Regions from separate parts of the Anser cygnoides genome. Here region 1 is linked to region 2. The links are chromatin contacts, called in public Hi-C maps. All regions are on one chromosome and are shown on one strand. The core of a region is the stretch at or near the end of the contact, and the rest is flanking DNA. Distances in the headings are between cores, read along the strand shown. Region 1 holds the start of HDAC4 (histone deacetylase 4). Region 2 overlaps HDAC4 (histone deacetylase 4).

The links. Hi-C and Micro-C count contacts between places; a contact is called where the count stands out from the background.
Region 1: a contact with region 2 is called in a Hi-C map of liver, with 8 times the contacts expected there. The contact joins the promoter of HDAC4 here to the enhancer-like site in region 2. A contact is called at or near these places in 3 of 7 Hi-C or Micro-C datasets (granulosa cells and liver).

What each region holds. Positions count from the first base shown.
Region 1 is chr6:12,892,885-12,899,774 of Taihu_goose_T2T_genome, forward strand. HDAC4 (histone deacetylase 4) reads right to left here and starts at 2,111. Exons shown (of 26, transcript XM_066999846.1): 1 at 1,967-2,111. LOC106034581 (a long non-coding RNA gene) reads left to right here and starts at 4,608. Exons shown (of 2, transcript XR_007159068.2): 1 at 4,608-4,776; 2 at 5,789-6,411.
Region 2 is chr6:12,714,118-12,721,248 of Taihu_goose_T2T_genome, forward strand. HDAC4 (histone deacetylase 4) reads right to left here. Exons shown (of 26, transcript XM_066999846.1): 9 at 2,787-2,903; 10 at 2,502-2,700. Among named protein-coding and RNA genes, the nearest start is that of TWIST2, 140 kb to the left of the region's middle. Within about 2 kb of position 3,819, at least 2 of the 3 cell types and tissues checked have open chromatin away from gene starts, as enhancers often do. A contact at or near this core is called in liver, where this site is marked.

The sequences.
Region 1 (6,890 bases), core at 861-3,360, 180 kb after region 2:
AAAGAAACCTTGCCAAGAAGCAGATTATTAAACTTCAGAGCTCCTTAGCTTTTAAAAAATGTTGTTGTTAAGAAAGTCTAATTCAGATAATTAACTTCAGGTAGCTTTTGGCAACGGCTGAAAGCACTCTGACAGCGGCGCAAGTCCCACTTAGTGACGGTCCGTGCCACCAGTAAATCAAAACGCATTGGCAAAGAGGTCGCTCGCTCCATGGTGAAATCCACCGGGGCACGAGGACCACAACGACACTCGCTCCATCCCCGAAATCTCAAATTAGCGTGAGGAAGACAACAGAACACAGCTGTTGGCAACGAGCACCATGCACCCCTGGCGAGAGCCAGCGCCGAGCAGCGCGTGCCCGTGGCCTGAGCCGCCCGCGGGCGCCCAGCACAGCACCGCGTCTCGGGAACGATTCCCGAGGGGTGATCTGCTCGGGAGCACGAGGTGATCCCGTGCGGCGCGATCCGCCCTGGCGAAGCGAGCGGCCGCAGCACGGAGCCTCGTCTGTGGAAGCCTTCGGACGCGAGCTATGGACAAGCAAGCAGGAGGGGGAAAAAGGCTTCCCCTATCATGAAATGCACGCACAAAACAATTACGCAAGTGCTTTGAATAAAAGGCAGGTTTACTTCCCTTTAAATGGCACCGGGTACCCAGCCATAACGTCCAATAATTGTTATGTAAATACGTCTGCTTGCTTAAGATGCCACGCTGCATTCGCCATGCCACAAACACTCCGAAGATAACATTTAGGGAAGCTCGGGGATTGCACAGCATCTTCCCTGATAAATTCCTGCAGCAAAACCCACACGCGAGCGCTCGGCAACACCTCCCTTCTGCTGCTCCACATGCATTATAAGCTATTTTTTCCTCATCTTCTTTTTTTTTTTTTTTTTTTTTTCCTTTTTTAAGTTACGGCCCAAAAAACTGTTGCACAAACCTGCGGCGTGCCGGGGCGAGAGGCTCCCTGCGCTCCCCCCGGATGCCAAAACCGATGCATTTTGGGGGGAAAAGCCTGCTTTTAAGGACAGGTCCTAGCTCAGGCTGGGCTGGGATCTGTCATTCTCTGTTGCAGCCTAACCTCGCCACAGGACCTCCGAGCGGCGCGGAGCATGAAAACACGACCCCCTTTATGCTTTCGACACCGAAAAAAGCGCTTTTCGGGTATTTTTGCCCTTTGGGAAGTGACGGGGGGGGGGGGTGCCGGGTCCGGAGGCCTCTCCCCGCGCAGCCAGCGGGGCGCCGCTCCCCGCAGCGGGCGGTGCGGGGGGCAGACCCCGCTCCCTCCGCAAACTTCGGGCAGCGGAGCGGAGGGCCCCGGTCCGCAGGCGTCGCCCCGGGGCCGCGGGCTCCGAGCGGCGGCGGTGGCGGCCGCCGCCTCCCCCCCAACCCCCCGGGGAGGGCTCGGAGGGGCCCGTCCCGCCCCGCCCCGCCCCGTCCCGGTGCCGGCCGCTCACCGCTGCCCGCATGGCCCCGCTCGGCCCCGCTGCGCTGCGCTCCCCGCCGAGCCCCGCGCGGCTCCGAGGCGGCGGCGGCGGCGGCGCGGGGCGGAGCCGCGGCCGCCCGGGAGTGGGGGGCGTGGCCGTGCGCGCTGTGGGAGGGGCGGGGTCACGGCTGGCCACGCCCCCTCCCGCCTCATTCACAAAAAACGCCAGCGGTGGGAAGCGGGGGGTCGGGGCTGAGCGCCCATTGGGCGCCGCGGCTGCCCGTCACCGCCCCGCCCCGCCAGGCGCGCCGGCCAATCAGCGAGCGGCAAGGGGCCGCCGAGCCGCTCAAATCCGCCCGCCGCCGCCGCCAGCGCGACGCTGATTGGCTGCCGGAGCTGCCCGTCACCTCCCCCCCACGCACGCCCCGCCCTCCGGCACCCCGCGCGGCCGCAGCCCGCAGCCGGGCCGCCGACCCCTCCCGGAGCCCGGCGGCCGCGGGGAGGCCTCGGGCGGCAGCGGTGCCCGCGGGGCCGCGTACTGACCTGCGCGGCGGCGGCGGGGAGCCGGGCACGGCGCGGGCACGGCGCGGGCACGGCCCCGGCGCGGACACGGCGGCGCGCGCGCCCCCGACGGCCTCAGCCCGTGACGGGATCCGCCATCTTGGAATTTTTAGCGGCGGGGTCACGTGGTGCGACCATTTTCCCCACGGCCAATCAGGGCGCGCGGGCTATTTATAGCCGCGGCTCCCTCCTTGCCTCCCCGCTCCCCCTGCCCCTCCCGCCGGGGGGGGAAGGCAGCCAATCAGGCCCCGCCTCGCACCGCCAGGCCCCGCCCACCGCCCGTCGCCTAGGCGACGCCGCGGCGCGCGGCCCGGCCGCTGCCCGCTGCCTGAGGCGGCCGCGGGCCATGGCGGCCATTTGCTGCCCCCTGCCCCGGCACGGCCGGGCCCTCCCGGCCTGAGTTGCAGCAGCAGTCCCGCGTCCTCTGCTCCTCCTGCACCAACTGACAGAGCCACAACTACAGCACCCTCATGTATCATCCCCTTAGAGTACCCTGATTCTCAGGATAATGCATAGTATACATATTCTCAGTATACTATATAGTATATATACCTCATACCATGCTACACATATATATATAGCATCCTGATTCCCAGAATACTCCAAGGAGATACATTTACTGGAAATACCGTGGAAAATGCAAGCCATAGTAGATACACAGTGTTTTATTAGCCTATGGATTTTTTTTTTTTTGAGGATTTTCCGCATCCAAAATCCCGCTCCTGAAGTTTCTTTAAATCCATCTAGTTACGTACAAAAATGGTGGCTAAATACACTGCTTTTAATAGTAAATAGCTGAATCACACTATGAAAAAGAGAGAGTACAGTTCAAAATACAAATATTTGCCTGAATTATCAAGGGTAAAAAAAAAAAAAAAAAGGATTGCTCCACACACTTGCCACTACCATGCTTTCCTAGGAAGTGTCCAACGTTTAATTGATTTTTCTGTTTTCTAAGGAATTAACACTATTGAATTGTCAAACCTCCTCGCGCGGCCGTTTCGTGCCGGGCCAAGCCCCCGGCTGACACAACCACCATGCCGCAAGAGTTTTGCTGTTCTGCCTTTGCTGTGCTCTGCCTGGCGCATCCTGCCTGCGGTGCGTGAGGAGCTGATCACCACCTCACGCTTCACTGAAGGCGTCGCCAGTGACCAAGGAGAGCCTAAATCTCCAATGCTGTGACATCAAATCTTATTAATCCACTTTTTTTTTTTTTTCCGATAGCTTTTTTTCTGAAGGTGAGGCACCATGCCGGTCCTAGAAGGAGAGATGGTTCTCTTTGGCTCTGTTCTGAGGTAAAGGCCATCTGCACAGCCTTCAAAACTCTCCTCTCCCATCCAAGTACAGCTTCCAGAGGATGCTTGTGCTTCACATAGGTGGAGCCCTTGGCTTACACAGAGTTAAAGGAGTTAATGGTCCAGGCACGGACTCAGTGGTCTGCTCTTACGCCCCGGAGTGCAGCCGCTGTGCCATACTCTTAGCCCGCCAGCAAATAGATGGGGACTTCCCACGTCGCTTTCAAGGAGTTTCACAGAATTCTTAACATCCTTGACTAAGACAGTATAAAATATATCTTTCCTACTCGTATGCAGCCATCCCAGCACACTTCTGGTAATTTTGATTAATTGACTCTTGCTAAATTGCTCTTAAACTTCCAGACTTTCCTTAAAGAATAATGGACTCCTGTAGTTCAGCCATCTGGACTTAGGTAAAATCAGGGACCTGAAGAGAATTGCTAACAACTTCATCCCTCCCTCAAAATTTACACATATATATATATATAAAAGCATAAAAGCGCAGCCTTTTTTTTTTTTTTGAGATGTTTAATGACTGCATATCCATTCAAAAGGGCCACCCGTCTAAAAATCCTGTCATATTGATTTGACCCCTACAGTTGCTTTTTTTCCTGTTCTGTGAACAACATGCTCACTTCTTGGCAGAGGTCAGAATTAGTCTGACAGTTCCATCAGCAAAAGCATCCCATTAACTTCAGCTTTCCAGTCTTACTTTATTTTTAGAAGATTAATATATTAGCAGAAATTTACAACAAGCATTACATTTTGATTATTCTAAGCTTGAGCATACGGGCAGCACAGCCTGCCTTGTTGTTTTGGAATATTCTCCCTTTAATATGCATCTAAGAACACCACTGGCATGAAGAGCATCACTTCTGCATAAAGCTAAAGCCCGTTTTGATTCATTTTTAGGTTATATTGGCTTGTGGGCTTGTTTGTTTGTTGTTCTTTGGTTGGTGAGATTTTAGGTTTCCTTGTACAGTTGTCCTGATATCTTTATTTCAGGGCCGGTTTGTGTGCTCACACGTATGTACGCATGTGCGTATAAATAAGCTTCTAAATTATTTTAAAGGGTCAAGCTACATATGGGTGTAAGTGCTTTAGGACTAGAAGGTCACTAATGCAGATTGTGTAGCTGACGAGGCAACATTTGCAACTGCCACAAGCTCCTCCGCGGACCTGACGCCCGGCGGTCACACAGGTGGCTGTCTGCCCTCCCTTGCGGCTCCCCGTTCCTGGCGGTTTGCTCACCAACACGAGGTGCAACCAACGCTTTGCCTAAGAGGTCCCCGCAGGTTCCAAACACAGTGGGGCCCGGAGGTGCCCCCCAGCTGTCTCCTTTCCCCACCGACTGTACGCTGAGGGCTGGACGCTGCACTGCAGACCCGTTCTGCCACCCAGCTGAGTACGTTGCCTCCAATGCCCTCTGCAGTGCTGAAGTCGTTTAAAAAGGTGAAGGAAGAAAAGAAAATTGTACCCTAAAAGTTGCCATGGAGTGTAAGTTTTATCTTCAAAATGTGATTGATGCCGTACTAGTGGTCGTGGGCGTGAATACGTGTATCTATTAATACCCAGTCTAGGCTAACCTGTGCATAATGACAGAAAATTAAACCTTGTCATTGTTCGGATAAATTAGAATTCAAACATGAGCAAGAAAAAGTATTCTTCCTATATGTTAAATCTGACTGTATACAGTGTGGTCTGGCTTTGCTGTAATTGCAGCTGAAAAGTTTACTCAGAAGCCATTTGAATTAAAATACAGAAATTATTAAAAAAAAAAAAATGGCAGAGCTAATTCATAAAGACTTAAATAAAATGCAATTACAGAGCTTCCCGCCTACCTCCACCTCATCCCTAGCCGAACTCTACTTCTTGTTTGTCAAAAATGGTTCCATTTTTTTATGTTCTTAAGCAGGTAACAGCCATCACAACACTCCTGCTGATTTCCCTCCCCAGCCACAGGGTTCTGATTAAAAGAAAATAGCGTCCCTCAGCTTTCTGTCCCCATGCTCCCTCTTCTACCACCTCCTCAGACACAAAAAGAGCATCGAGTAAGGGAGAAAACCAGCAAGAACTTCCTCTAGATCCTTGCCACTGAAGAGCAACACCTACCCCAAGTGCCAGTGTTTCAGCAGTCACGCTTAGGCACAAGTGTGTGGACTGCATCCTTTTCTTTCTCCTGATCAGTTAGTTGCCATCATTGTTCTCCCCTGATATTTTTCTCCCGCCAGCCACCCTTCTTTACCTTATCTCCCACTCCCATCTGTTCTGCATCCTTCCTACATCATACTCATTTACTCCTTTCTGCCATCAGGAAAAAAAAAAGCCACAGATTTAAAACACATCTGTAATGAAACAGAGAACGTTAAATTCACATTGCCCCACTCCTGCATTTCCCTTCTGACATACCTTTTTTAGCTTTGTCCTGGTGAATTTTGCTTCATCTTGGACTTTCTTTTATTTATTTACTTGTTTTATTTCTGTGCTGTGAAATCTGTGTTCTGTGCAGAGCAGTCCAGTCTGGCTTAATGTGAGCTGAAGCAAAGAACAAGGTGGTTCCCCTCCACTTAAGGGAGTGCCTGTTGAGGCTGAAGAAGCCTGTATTTGGCTGCAGAAGCTATTTTTCCAGCTTGTCTGCAGACCCAACACTTCATCAAGTCTTCATCACTCAAGGACTAAAAAGCTTAAATTCTGCAGCACTACAACCAGTCTCTAAGAAAAAAGTTATTGCTGTTGTCTTGGACAAACTCAAGTCCCTGTCCCCCACTTCAAGAAAAAAAAAGGAAGTTCAAAATAAAGGTCACTCCTCTTTGTATTTACACTTCTTAAAAAACCTTTATCACATGTACTGCTTCTCAAGCAATACTGTTTATTTCAGTGATATCAAATGTGGAGCAGACAGCCCTGTGATGCTCGGAGGAATCGGTGTCAGCGGATCAGACAGCCCACGAGGGGCCGTGGCTCCTTCCCACGTGGCAGGGTCGGCCGAGGCTCGGCACAACACAAACCCTCCTGGAAAGGGCCGTGCTGCACAGTGTGCATCCCGGGGAGCAGGGGCAACTGCTTCCTTCTTCGGGCCGCCGTAAGGAGAAGTCACGGTGCTGCTGGTGGGGAAGAAAGCGTCAGGAAGAGGTAGGAGCCGAGAAAGTAGAAGACATACAGGAAAAACTTAGCTATGAAGACAAAGTTGGATTGCTACGGCAGTCATTTTATCCTGGGTATAATACACTTTTGAAATGTTTCCTTGCTGAAATTTGTTTTGAATATTTTTGGCTGGATTTTATAAACTCCGTATGTATTTAGACATAACATCTATTCTCTCAGCTGCGTTATATGAGAGAAGAAACGTTGCACAGCCGTTACGAACTGCTGTCCCAAAACCTTACAGTGTTGTCATCCCTCCTGATTAAACTGTTGAGTTAAGAGGACAAAAGAAATCGCTTTTCCCTCCTCAGCTCTCTTTTCAGTTCAGTTGATGTTGGTGGCACACTGAGGCTTAAATTTAGAAATAATAAATAAATAAATAAATAAAAAGAGACCTTTGTGAAATTGAGGCCATGATAATTGTTGGATACACGTAGCTTACCAGTGACTGTTTTCTGATTCTTAAG
Region 2 (7,131 bases), core at 2,569-5,068:
TTCTTCTCCCTTTCACCTTGTGGTCTTTAGTTGAAAAATGAAAAGCTGCACAGAAGTCTGCAGCCAGCTGAATGCAGCAGCTGAGAAATACCTGAAGTTCCTGGCCCAGCCAGGACCTTGTCTCCTTGTCCCACTAATTCACAGAACTGCCCTACGTGGAGGAACTCAATTCACTTAAAAGCCTCTCTTCTTGTGGCAATTTACTGAGTTTCTCCCAACCTTTGCTTTCCTGAAAAGAATCATGTAAAAGGGTATCGTATTTTATAAATATGTGTGTGTGTATACATACATACAAAAATATATGTTTGCATGTGTGTATGAATATATGAATAATTTGGAAAGCTGTGGTCCATTTTCCTTACAGCACAGTTCAAATCAGAGAGCAGAGGAAGGGATCCTACACGTCTCTACAGGATATCTTCAAAGACTACTTGCCTCCAAGTGAATGACCAAAGTCCCCCTGTGAATGCTTTCCAGGGAGACACGTTCCTACTCCGTATATACACGTCAATGTGAGAGATGTTATCCAGAGGAATCAGTCGCAAGAGCAATGCCAGATGTAAGGAATTCTGCTCTAGTGTGGGACACAGTCACACTGCTCAGATTTTATTATCGCTTTCTACTCAAGGTGAACCATTCATTGAGCTCCAGCTAAAATCCAGAAGCTAGCTTCGCAAAAACAGTTCCAAGCTCACAAAATCAGCAAACATTTGTCCAGTAGGGACTCTTAGCTTCCCCAGACTCCCATGTCTAACTGCACTAAAACAGCATGCCATTGTGCTGGATCATTTTGTAGCAGTCATCAGGAGACTATCTTCAGAGCTGTAGGCTACCAACAGAATAATAATAAACTCCACTTTGCTTCCGAGGAAATTATAACTACTGACTGTAGTTTGGCAGCCAGTCCACTTAGGGCTTTTGAGACCACGTGTTAGCTTGCTCTGGTTCAGTTGCTGCATCTGGAACGTGTGTTTCTTGTTGCTGCTCTGCTGTAGAGTGAATATTTCTCCTAAGTGTTGGTTTGTAACAAGTTGTACTTGCTCTGAAAACACCACACGTAGCAGGTGGACTAGAAGGAATACACTTGGAAGCACACACAGTACACTTAGCGGATGGGAGCTTTCAGAGAGGTGGAATAGGAAACAGAACAGCACTCCCTACATTTGCTTTAAAGCAAACGCCAGCATGAACAGAGAAAAAAGTTTTGGTGATGTGATAAGAGAGGAAATCTTCCCCAGTGACTCTTCATCAACAGTCCTTGGGCAAAGGGCAACTGGTGAAGAGACACATCATGACTGAGCAACCTCATCATTCCACGACCACCGTGACAGAAGAAGGCAACAGGAAACTACATAAAGGTTCGTGGAAACTGTACAAACCACTCTCAAGGCTCTGAGAGTGCGAGTTAAACACCATACTTCCATGCTTCAGATTCCCCATATGTACATGTTTATAAGCTTAACACAACCCCATATATATTCCTGGAATTTGAATGTAAGATCAGACATGAGCCAAACCAGACAGCAGTGCTGTAATGTTTCAGCAATCAACATCTCTCAAGAACTTCATAGAATCATAGAATGCTTTGGGCTGGAAGGGACCTTAAAGATCATGGAGTCCAACCCCTTTGCAACACTTCCCCCCAGCCCCATCCAGACTGGCCTTGAGCACTGCCAGGGATGGGGCACCCACAGCTCCTCTGGGCAGCCTGGGCCAGGGCCTCACCACCTGAAAAAATTCCATTAGAAATGGAATGAAAGAAATAAAAATCAACACGTCTGTAATTTACGCAGACCATCCTTTGTCCCAGCACTACACAACGTAAAATAGAAATGCATCCTACTGGGGAACAGTGCTTTGAATCAGCCCTATTTATAGAAATACGCCTTCCCACAGGTACTTAATTCTGAAAACATGACACAGGGAGTGATTCAAAGCAATTAACATACTGCAAATGTAACATATACAAACAAATACAATCTGTTTGAATGCAGTTGATTTTGCCATGTTTTTGCCATTTATAATAATGATGAAAAGCCAGTATTTTAATCTGTGATTTTGCAAATGTGTGCCTCTGTTATACATGGAATAGCAACCACCAGTGATAAACAGGACGGGTAATCACAAGACACAACATTTTTGTTGCCACTTTCATCTACAGTGGTTAGAACTCTAACAATATAGCTTTAAGTTGTTACATCCATAAAAAAAGCATAAGTTTGCAGGTAGTACTATCTACTATCATTTCACCAAAATGACAAGGCAGCTTCCTCCCACCTCTGGATGATGTGATCAACCCCTGATTTTGCAAATGTTGCAACCACCCAATGTATCAATGAACAAACACATCCTGCAAGTTTGTATGTTAAATCTAAAAAATGTATAAATAATATGGTATCTCTTTTGTAAAAGAGATAGAAAAAAACAGTGGATGCCATTTGCTCTCCTTCCCCTGCTGGGACTGCGTATCAGGCTTTGTGCATTATCTACCGTGTGCTCACCTGTGACTAAGGGAGTTTGTGCAGTTGGCTGTTCCAGTAAGACCATGTGTTGCAGGAGAGGGTTATGTGCGGTTCCCCCATCTCTTTCCAACGTTGTAGTGCTCAGGTAGGGAGTGAGGTGGGTGCCAGGAAACAACGAGATCCGCTGCTGTAAGGTTGGGATAGTAAGTCTTTCAGCATCCTGCTGTGCTGATCCTCCCTGCAAATGCACAGGTGATGTCACGGTGGGTTAAGGGATAAATCAGTGCAAGCAACAGTTTATGGACTGCATCCCCCATCACTTACGCTGGAAGGGCCAGTTGCAGGCAGTCCTAGCGTGATGTTGGGCAAAGAAGGAGATGTGTAGAGCGGAAGCTGTGTTACCGAGCCTTCACGATTCACAAGTCTATGAGCCAGGCTGGTCTGGAAACAAAATGGAGAACATTGTCCCAGTGAGACAGCATCTGCAGATTGGAGGGGGGACACCTTACAGTGGCTATAATCACACACCAGAAACATACAGAGCAGGAAATTTCACTTCTGACACTCGAAATACTGAACAAGGGAGGTAAGCTGTGCTTTGAATCCAGCCTAAGTGCGTGCAGATGAGATTCATCTGCAGAGCTGCCCCGAGCACCGCTGCTGTGACCGCAGAGCCCTCTGATTTCTCACCGCCTCCCACAGCAGTGACAAGGCCAGGGTAAACATCACAGGGACGATCTCGCTCTGCAGCTGCCGCCAGCATCGCTGCCCTACTGAGAGACCTTTCACTCTTTATTGGATCTCGCTTGGAGATTAAAGATCACCTGTGCGTCCTCACCAGTGCTCTGCTTCCATGCAGTCTTCATGCAGGGCCACTGCAAAAAGCTTTTGCAAAGATTTAACAGCTAACTTGTCCTTCTAAAGTGTTTGCCCTTTTAAAGCTAAAACAGATTACCTTAAAAAAAGAGAAGAGGCATTACGATGGCTGTTGTTTTCTTTAGCAAATCGCAGACAATTTATGCTATTTACTAGTGTGCTTTACCTTAAATCAGACTTCAAAATTCCATCAAAAACCCTTAAGGTTGCACTTATGTACTATTTCCTGATTTTCAGGATGAAATGTGAGATTTACTGAATTACCTTATGGCCATTTAAAGGAGAAACACTTAAGTAAAAATACCTAAGTTTAAAATGAGATTGATTTGAAATAGTTGGTAGAAAGCCCATTATAAAAATTACATTAATTTAAACTGCCTGATTTTTCTGTTAAGAAACAAGCGTTCTGATCACACCGAATTCTCACCGGTAGGTGATTTTCCAACTTAAATAAAATAGCATTTAGATTTCAGAAAGACTTCCTGCAGAATTTTACACTTTTAACTCAGGTGCTACTGTGGAAAAAAAAGGGACAACGATTAATGCAATATTATACTATGGCACAATGTGTATCAGTGTAACAGAGATCTGAGTAATGGCTTTATACATTTCAGACCTAAACTCATAGTCCTGTAAGACTTTGCAGGTTATTTCCTTGGTTGCAGAACTGAGTGGATCACTTCTGGGTAACAAAAACCTCCTTTTCTCCCTCAAAGACTCTAAGGTGAAACTTGGTGCGTAACACCACTACAGCAACCACTTGGGGGAAAAAAAGCACTAATGTGAGAACAATTATTGAAAAACAAAGAATCTATACACGGCAAACTTCAGAAGCAATCCTGCCTCCGTGCTTTACAGAAATGTAAGCAGGCCAGCTTTAATAGGGCACCCCAGCTCTGCTACCTGGAGCTAGTGCTGCCTGTGCAAGAAAAGCAAAGCCTCCCACGACTGTGTTTGTCACCTTTCTTAGACACGGGGCTGTGCTTTCAAATGTGCTCTTCAATGTGCCACAAACCTGCTGCTCATTCTTCCAGTGTCCAACCACATCTAAATGCCATAATTCAGCAAAGTCACTTAGTTTTCATATGACACTATGCAAAATTTCATCTGTAAAGTGATTTTTTTATTTCCCTTTGTCTTCTTGTGCCTTCATTAATGTCAGTCAAGCTTATTGAAAATATATTAAAGAGTAAATCTGTTTTTAAGATCTTAGTTCAAAATTTGCTGCCACAAAGGAGGAAATTGGAAAAAAGCATTTTGCTGTTGAATGCTACCTGCTAAGGGCATATGATTGTGCATACCCACACACTTCTTTTTCCAAGTAATTTTGAACACCACTGGCAATTTTGCTTTAATTTAAGTAATACAAAATGTTAGCATGCCACATTGAGAATAAGATAGCTATTGCCAGCAGAGTAATGAAATATTTTACTGATATCATAAACGAAACAAAACGACATCAATTTTCTCTTTGAACAATCAATACAGTGTAGTTGTGCCTCAAACTATCTCCTGGGGATTTGTTTTAAAAACAATGATGAGAAAAGTACAGCAGCTTGACATTATCAGCATATGATATTTAGCAGCATTATCATCACTTTAAATATACAGATCCCATCTATGGGTTATACACAAACATTTTTAGAATTGCACAGAAGAGAACAATTTCAGCATGTACAATTTCTGTCTGTAATCGAGTACTTTTTATAGACTTGTATCAACTACAATGGCAATGAATATCATGTACCTTTCCAAGACAGAAAAAAACTTTAGATTTAAAAACACTATTTAAAAATAGATATTGCCTATTTTAAAGGAGGCAGAGAGCTCTAGTCTTTCTACACTGAAGGCAAGCACTTAAACTTGACTAATGAAGTACCATGTTCCAACATATCTGAAATGGTTTGGAGCCGACCTTGCAAACTAACAAGCAGAGACATATTTCTCATTTAAAATTAGAAAATAAAGCTAACCATGAAATACTTAAAGCTGGCAACGTTATTTTTTCATAAACATTTAAATATATACAATATGCAAAATTGGGAAAATGATAAAAGCCTGGTCAACTGGTATCAAAGAAATCTTAAACACCTGGGCTACAAGGTAACACTTCTTATACTAAAGAAGATTTCAAAGAAACCAAAATCCTGCCATGCCCAGCTTTTCCCAAATAAACCTCTCTAGGCAAATGGATCAGCTAATATCACACAACACGAGATGCAAAGCCATTTCCCCCAGAACTATTGCAAAGGACTAGGACATTTAGCTAAGCCATTCAGATGCTGGGAGGAGAACAATTTGTGCAATGGGTTATCGATGTTCTGTTTGCCATCACATGGTGATGTACGTTTTCTTCTGTTTTGTGATAGAAACGATCCAATATACTTTATGCAGCCCTGCACATCTCTAAAATTAAAACTAAATCATTTGTATATTTTCCTAATTTTCCAAAAATCATGAAAAGGTGAAAAAGCTTTATACGTTCTTTTCAGGGAAATTACATGACTCCTCCTTTTTGTATAATTTTTTTTTTTGGAAATGATGCATGAAGTGTTGCTCTTTCAAAAACCTTATATCAAGGAGCTTCCTTTCTTGCATGCAGTGGCATTACTGTGAGTTAGGCACTGCAGTACAGTTGCAAAAGAGGTAAAGGGAAGGTGGTTGTCTTTGACATTTTTGGTTTCAACTCCCAGTTATACATTTTGGCAGTACATGGATTTTCTTCCAAATTGTCTGCACCCCTCATGCCTAAGCCTGACTTACAAAATTGCTGCATTACTAGAAGTTGATCAAAACCATTTTTTTACAGTTTGTGTCTGTGTCCATTTTATTAGGTATTGGGGGTCTAGTCACAGATAATTAGCTCAAATTATTTATTTGAAAAATTAAATGGTTAAGGAGTATGCTACATCTTCATATACACCTTCAGGACATAATACTGACTAGCAGGAACATTCCCATAATGTTTATATCACAAGGAACTGTCAAATCCAAACAATTCCATCATTAGTGCTTGGAAGTTTGCCGTGCACAAAGTATAGGTATGACTGACAGCTGCTAAGCACTCATTCTCCTGGGGCTAACAGGAACGTACCTAAGACGTGCCACCAGCTCAGCCAGGCTTCAGTTCTGCAAACCTGATAAACAACCCCACCCGTAACATCTCTTCCCAGATCTCCTCCAACTAACAGACAGTGTGCATCTCAAAAAAACACATTTCTTCAGAACAGCTTCAGTTCCCAGTGTCAGGCGAAGATTCTAACTTACACTGTTTCAATCCTTACAATAATTGACTTAATCCTTTAAGGTCTACAATAAAGTGGATGGAGTTATGTGCTGGGTAAGTCGTCAGGGGAGAGGGTGGAGTATTAATGCAGGGAATATGCCTACATGCTACGCTACATTAGAAATAAAAATAAAGTGAAAACCCGTACAAACCTAGAAAGTGAAAAGGGCCTACATTTCTGCTGTAAGAAGTCCTTTTCAACTCTAAATGACAATTTGGGGAAAACAAGCCCAAGCTTGTTTTTACAGTCCTGATGTTAAGACAGACACTATATTCATGGGGGGAACTGCAAACGGTAAGCTGGATAAAAGGAAATGCACCGGTGACATGACACAACCACCCTGGTCTTCTACACCTAAGGCTCTTAGTGGGAGCCAGTCAACATGGCCCACAACCCAAAATCTGCCTTTAGAAAAAGGGGGGCTTCAGTAACCCTGAACACAGGAGCTGCTCTGTTGAATCAACCTCCTCTTTGTCCAGCCAGATACCCTGCCTTTGACATCCGCA